Linked DNA regions of Sus scrofa: region 2 is linked to region 1. A link is a contact called in public Hi-C data. All regions are on one chromosome and are shown on one strand. The core of a region is the stretch at or near the end of the contact, and the rest is flanking DNA. Distances in the headings are between cores, read along the strand shown. Region 1 holds the start of ARHGAP35 (rho GTPase-activating protein 35). Region 2 overlaps ARHGAP35 (rho GTPase-activating protein 35).

Evidence for each region. A called contact is a pair of places that touch in the nucleus more often than the background predicts.
Region 2: a contact with region 1 is called in a Hi-C map of alveolar macrophages, with 1.6 times the contacts expected there. The contact joins the enhancer-like site here to the promoter of ARHGAP35 in region 1. A contact is called at or near these places in 1 of 5 promoter capture datasets (liver), 8 of 47 Hi-C or Micro-C datasets (alveolar macrophages, brain, fetal heart ventricle and 3 more) and 2 of 2 datasets of contacts at active chromatin or transcription factors (alveolar macrophages and skeletal muscle).

The regions. Positions count from the first base shown.
Region 1 is chr6:52,709,526-52,712,965 of Sscrofa11.1, forward strand. It overlaps ARHGAP35 (rho GTPase-activating protein 35), which reads left to right and starts at 1,938. Exons shown (of 7, transcript XM_021094622.1): 1 at 1,938-2,688.
Region 2 is chr6:52,760,154-52,763,538 of Sscrofa11.1, forward strand. The region is part of intron 2 of ARHGAP35 (rho GTPase-activating protein 35); the gene reads left to right. Among named protein-coding and RNA genes, the nearest start is that of ARHGAP35, 50 kb to the left of the region's middle. Within about 2 kb of position 1,343, at least 1 of the 83 cell types and tissues checked has an H3K27ac peak or open chromatin away from gene starts, as enhancers often do. A contact at or near this core is called in alveolar macrophages, where this site is marked.

The DNA of each region.
Region 1 (3,440 bases), core at 688-3,187:
TAGCCTGGGAACCTCCATAAAAAGCAAAAAAAAAAAAAAAGGAAAAGAAAAAGAAAATTTGGCCCATGTACTGGATTTGTTTAGGCCATAGTGCTAAAAACAAACCTTAATATATAAAAATCAAACTTCATGCATTAAAAGTGTAAAAAAAAAAAAGTCAAAGGAACTGACCCTTATCGGTAATCAGAAAACCTTTATTTAATGGGATGCTTTAAATTTTTTTTCTTCTTATGGTCACACCTATGCATATGGAAGTTCCCAGGCTAGGGATCCAATCAGGACTACAGCTGCTGGCCTTTGCCACAGGCACAGCAACATGGGATCCAAAATTCATCTGCAACCTACAGCTCAGCTCACAGGCAATGCCAGATCCTTAACCCACTGTGTGGGGTCAGGGATTGAATTTGCATCCTCAAGGATACTAGCCAGGTTCGTTCTCGCTGAGCCACAAAGGGAACTCCCTGGGCTGCTTTAAAACTTGGGTACATCTAACGCAACACTATAAATCAAGTACACTTCAACTAAAGAAAAAGGGCAGTGAGATGTAACCTCAAAAAAATGGAGTTCCCATCGTGGTGCAGTGGTTAATGAATCCAACTAGGAACCATGAGGTGGCGGATTCAATCCCTGGCCTTGCTCAGTGGGTTAAGGATCCGGCGTTGCTGTGAGCTGTGGTGTAGGTTGCAGACGGGGCTCGGATCCTGCGTTGCTGTGGCTCTGGCGTAGGCCGGGGGCTGCAGCTCTGATTCGACCCCTAGCCTGGGAACCTCCATATGCCGCGGGCGGGGCCCAAGAAATGGCAAAAAGACAAAAAACAACGAAAACAAAAAACAACGACTAGCATCCGTGAGGACAAAGGTTTTTATTTATCAACTTTTTAAATTTTTTTATTTTTATTTTTTGTCTTTTTGTCTTTTTAGGGCCACACCCACGGCATATGGAGGTTCCCAGGCTAGATAGGGGTCTAATGGGAGCTACTGCTGCTGGCCTACGCCACAGCCACAGCAACGCCAGATCTCAGCCATGTCTGTGACCTATAGCACAGCTCACGGCAACGCCGGATCCTTAACCCACTGAGCGAGGCCAGGGATCAAACACTCAACCTCATGGTTCCTAGTCGGATTCGTTTCCGCTGTGCCACGACAGAAACTCCATCAACGTTTTTAGAACAAGCCATGATTTTCTGTGCTTTACACATAGAACTCCTTAAATTCTCACAACAAACCTTACTAAAGAGATAAGATTATCATTCCACTTTTTACATGAAGAGACTAAGAAACGAAAAATGCAGTAAGAAGCATAGCGTTTCTTCATGCATTCCTTAAATATTGACTGAGCTCCCAGAACGCTCAACTTCCACGATCCGTACTTCCGGAGGGATCCCAGAGGAACCCCTCTTCAGTTCACAAGAACTCTGGGGTTATAGCAGTGCCCCTTCCCATCACTAATATTTCCCCTCCGGGCGCCCGAACTGACATTTGACTTGCAGTCATTTGCACAATGCTGACCTGGAGGACCAGGCCCTCGCCCCTCTCCAGGAAATCAGGGCTTCACAGAACCCACAGCAAGTCTTAATAACTCGCACATAACCTGCAGATTTTCCTCACTGCTTGGGAAAATAGCACGCGCTCCTCAGCACCGCCCTCTCTTCCGGAACGACGAAATGCAAGGTTCGGATTGGGCTAAGGCGGGCCACGCCTCCTCCTGTTCCCCAATCAATTCCCTCACTGGGTGCGCTCCCTCCTCCTCAGCTCCGTCCCACCGCCCCACGTTACGTCGCTCCCTCTTTCCTCCTCCGTTATCCCGGGGGCTGCGCTCGCGCGGCAAGCCCACCTCCCTTTGCCTCTCATTGGCTGCTCAGGTCCCGCGCGAGCGGGATCGCGCCCTTCGCCCCCGCCCCCAAAGCCGGGCCATGCCTCTCTCCCGTTTTCTCCAAGAGGCCGCGTGAGGAGGGCATCGGCTGCTTCTGGCGCGCGCAACGGTGCGCGCGCCCCCCGCGGACCACTCCCTTCGCCTCAGCGCGAGTAGACGCTGCGGCTGGCATCCCTTATCGCGCACGCGCAGTTGCCCACCCCGTTCCTTCTGCCTCGCGCTGCCTCGCGCCGCAGCCACCGCAGTAGCGGCATTTTCTTGGGGCGCACGCGCACTGCGCCCTGTGCGCCCGTTCCCTGGACCCGGCCGCTGCGGTAGCAGTGAGCCCCTCGGGCGCGTACGGGCTTTCACTTCTCCCCCACCCAGCGCGGGTTATTCCCTCGCGGCGCGCGCTCAGGGGCCGTTATCCCCCTGCAGAGGTCCCCGCACCACGCACGCGCAGTAGCGAGGGGGCACGCGCGCGGGAGCTGGGGCCGCAGGAAGGAGGTGCCGCTGCCGCCATTGCGAGGGAGGGAGGGAGCGAGCAAGCGAGGCTGGTCCGCCCTCCCCCTGGTTCCCGCCCCTCCCCCCTTCCCCTCCCCGCCCCCCGCCCCGAGGGAGAGCAGCGGAGCGGCGGGAGGAGGAGGTGGAGGAGGCGGAGGAGGGAGCCCGCGAGGGAGGGTCCGCCCGGCCCCCCGCCGCCGGAGCTGCCGCCGCCGCCGCCGCCGCCGCCGCTTCAGCCGCCGCTGGACGAGGAGCAACAGAACATGGCGCCGGGGCCGCCGTCGCCGCTCCCGGGAATCCGGAGGCCGGGGCCGCGCTGAGGACGTCCAGCTGGTGAGTGCGCGAGCTCGTGGGCCCCGGTGGCGAGGCCGGGCGCCGCCCCGTTGTGGGGTCCAGGGGAAGGCGGGGACCGCGGGGCCCGGAGCCCGCGAACAATGGAGGAGCCGGAGGGGGAGGGGAGGGAGCGGCCCCCCAGCCCCCCGGGCCCCGCCGCTTCGCGCTGTGGCCCGGCCCGCCGGGGCCCGCCTGCCCTTCGGACTTGCCCCTGCCCGCCTCAGCCCTGCTGTCGCCGCGTCTGCCCCCACCCTCCGACCCATTGGGATCTCTGTGTCTGCCTCGGCCTCCCCCTTCCCTCGGCCACTGCAGCCACTCCGCTCGCAATTCTGCGCCTCCCCTTTCCCTCTTCCTTCCCTCAGTAATGCCCCTCGCCCCTCCCGGACTCTGCAGTGCTCATGGGACCCACCTCCTCCGTGACCCTTCCGCATCCCTTAATTCTGGACCTTCACATTCTGGTTCGTGACCCTTCTGCCTTCTCCCGTTCCGCTCTCAGCACCCTGCCCCTGCCCCCTTCTTTGACCGGTCTGCTGTTACCCTCTCTTGCACCCCCTGGAGCTGTCCCTCTAGGAACTGCGGTTCCACCTCCTTGGAGATCCATCTGGGACCCCGTTTGTCTCGGCACTGCTGCCCCAGGTCTTCTCTTTGGACTTAATTCCATCTCCCTCTTGGGCCCTACTGTCTCCTCGCAAAATCTGTCCCACACCTCCCCCCCGGATACCCCTTTGGGCTCTCTGACCCCTGCCTCTCAG
Region 2 (3,385 bases), core at 93-2,592, 50 kb after region 1:
TGAAGATAGAGGAACATGGCGCCATGGAAAACCTTTTCACTTTGTATTCCCTGCGAGCATGGCATGCTCCTCAGTGTGACATTGGCCAGAGCTTCTAGAATTTTCTTACCTATGCAGTTTCAGAAAAAGCAGGGCAGTATCATTGTGGGTTCTGTTCTGCTCCCATTCTGAGCTGAATATTCATGAATATCATAGGCATTCTCCTGTTTGATTTCCCCTTGGTTTGTTTTTACATTTATATTCCGTCATCTACCTTCAGTATTTTGTTCTCCAAAGATTACCAGTGGGCAGACCCATGGAAGACAGTTCTTATTTAGAAAGCCGGAAAGTAGCCTGACCAGCCCCCCAGTATTTCCCCGGAGCTCTCCTCTTTAATACCAGAATCCAAACATTTTGGATGTTTAGACTTGCTTCTCTTCCTCCTCCACTCCCAGTGAAGTCTGTTGCCAGCACAGCTGATCTAAATGCTGACAGTTTTCTAATTGTGGGGGTGTTTGCACACCTGGGAATTAGGAAGATGGCATAATATCACACTGTGAATCATAACTATTTTCCTGACTTCCAGCTACATTTTTTGTTTGGCTCTGCCCACGGCATGTGAAAGTTCCTGGGCCAGGGATTGAACTCTTGACACAGCATCAGCCCAGGCTGCTGCAGTGACAGGGCCAGATCCTTAACCAGCTGAGCCAAAAGAGAACTCCTCCAGCTACCTTTTTCTTTTATAATGACCATGCCCTCAGCACATGGAGTTCCTGGGCCAGGGATGAAATGGGAGGTGCAGCTGTAATTTATGTCCCACTTTTGGCAACACCGTATCCTTTAACCCACTGCACCAGACAGGAAATTGAATCTGCATCTCCACGGCAACCTGAGCTGCTGCAGTCAGATTCTTAACCCACTGCATCATAGTGGGAACTCTTCTAACAACTTTTTTTTTTTCCTTCTCCTTTTTAGGGCTGCCCCTGTGGCATATGGAGGTTCCCAGGCTAGGGATCAAATTAGAGCTACAGCTGCTGGCCTGCACCACAGCCACAGCCACGTCAGATCTGAGCTGAGTGTGGAACCTACACCACTGCTTAAGGCAACACCAGATTCTTAACCCACTGAGTGAGGCCAGGGATTGAACCTGCGTCCTCATGGATCATAGTCAGATTCGTTTCCATTGAGCCAGGATGGGAACTCCTAACGACATTTTTAATACTGTTGAAAATAATACTTTTAAAATACATACCCAAATAAGCTGTGCTTTAAAGAGTATGCTCAGCAGAAAACAGCTGGTTACAGTGAACCTCTGAGGTAGCTGCCTCCATGCTGTCATAATGAGCACTTCCTTAACCTAGAACTTCCTTATGCTGGGTGGCTAGGTCATCATGCAACAAGTGATCGACTTCCCATCTATATTAGTTATTATGGGCCACACCTCTTCAAGTCAGATAAGAGTGATACCTCTGGCCCAAGAGCAATAGCGTGCCAGAAGTCATTTAGGAGTATCCTTTGGAAAGAGTGAGTAAAAGGTGAGGCTGTCTTCTTCCTGACTTGGAAGATGGTGCATAGCTGCTTTGTCATCCTAATGCAGAGATAAGCAAAGCCTTCATTCAGTTCCCTGTTGGAGCAAACCTCCTATTGCTGCCTTTAAGAAATCAGACTGACACTTGTTTTACTGGAAAAGCAAGATACCATGGAGCAGAGAATGCCAAGCCAGCCCCTACATGGGGCATTTGGCCTTTGATTTTTTTTTTTTTGGCATGACAAAGCAGTACAGTATTTGAAGTGAGGGGTGAACCAGTTGGTAATGGAAAACACACTTAGTCCCTCTTGCATGCCAGACATCACTGGGGAAATGGCACTGATCCTTCTTGCCCAGACCTTAGTGCCCAGTCGAGGCAGCAAGACCTGCACAGCCTCTGAAAATAGGTAGTCTGCCTAGGAGGGCATGGGGAGAGGGGCTGTGTTGGGGCAGAGCAGAAATCCTGTGCTGGATGTTGTTAAGGTGGTATCGTCTGTGGCGATTAGGCGCTCAGGCTCTAGGAATCAGGGGACCTAAAGTCAAATCCCAACTCCTCCACTTCCTTGCTGGGCCTTTAGGCACATGATTCACCTCTCCCAACTCCCTTTTGCAAAAGGGGCGAACGTAGTAGTGGCACCTTCCTTGTATGTTATGAGAAATAGAATGAGATTATGCTTGTAAAACACTGAGCATACTGCATGCTGTATTATTATTGTTTAACTTGACCTTGGAAAATAAGTAGAACTTAAGTGATGTGAGGTAAGGAAAGGCTTGAAGGAGAAAATAAGCATGTTGTATTGAAGGAAAGGAGAAAACTGCTCTGGTCTAGCTGAGGGCTTGATGGACCCACATTGTCCCTACCTTTTGTATAATTTTTAACCCCCTGTGTTACTTAGCTGCTTTCTCAGCCCTCATCCTAGCAGCACCCCTAACAATAATAACAATAGGAGTTCCCGTCTTGGCACAGTGGCAACTAATCCGACTAGGAACCATGAAGTTGTGGGTTCGATCCCTGGCCTCACTCAGTGGGTTAACGATCTGGCGTTGTCATGAGCCGTGGTGTAGGTTGCAGATATGGCTCGGATCCTGTGTTGCTATGGCTGTGGTGTAGGCCAGCAGCTCCAGCTCTAGTGGGACTCCTAGCTTGGGAACCTCCATGTGCTGTAGGTGTGGCCCTAACAAGCAAAATAATAATAATAACAACAACAAAAAGTTGTGCTCTGGGTACTTGTGTGATGTAGGTAAAGAATTGCTTGGCGCCCTTGGCTAACTTGTTAGATTAGCTCCTTACTGTAAAATTGAAGTTGGAGTAAGGGAATCGCTTTCCTTTCTACTAATGAAAGTGCAAACTGTAAAGCTGATTCTCATTCTGGTTCCTTTTCCCAGCTGAACCATTAGCAACTCACCCTCATAGTGGGAGCCTTCCGCACTCAGCTGAATGAGATTGAAAATCTACGACTGCACTTCAGTGGGGTCCATGAATAGATGCTTTGTCTGTGAAGAGGTGTCGTTGCACATGGTCTCTGTCTCACAGTGCCATGCGTTTGCAAAGATGAGATCAGGACCAGCAGGGTCTTAATTTGAAGCCAAAAACCAATCTGGGGTGCCTTGCTCCACAAAATGTGCTCTTTGGGCAAGCCCAAATTGCTGAATTTAGTGTGCTTGACCACAGATGTAAAGGGAAGATATTATTGGCTATTTACCCTACTATCTGTTGTGTTCTTATTTTGTGTTTAAAAAAAAAAAAAAAAAGACAAAACAGAATGATAAAGAAAATCTTTCACTTACTGCAACCACATGACAAGACAACCTATTGAAAAGCAAACCAATTCAATCACGCATTGTTTGGTCTATAAGGCACCAAGTAACCAGTTTGAC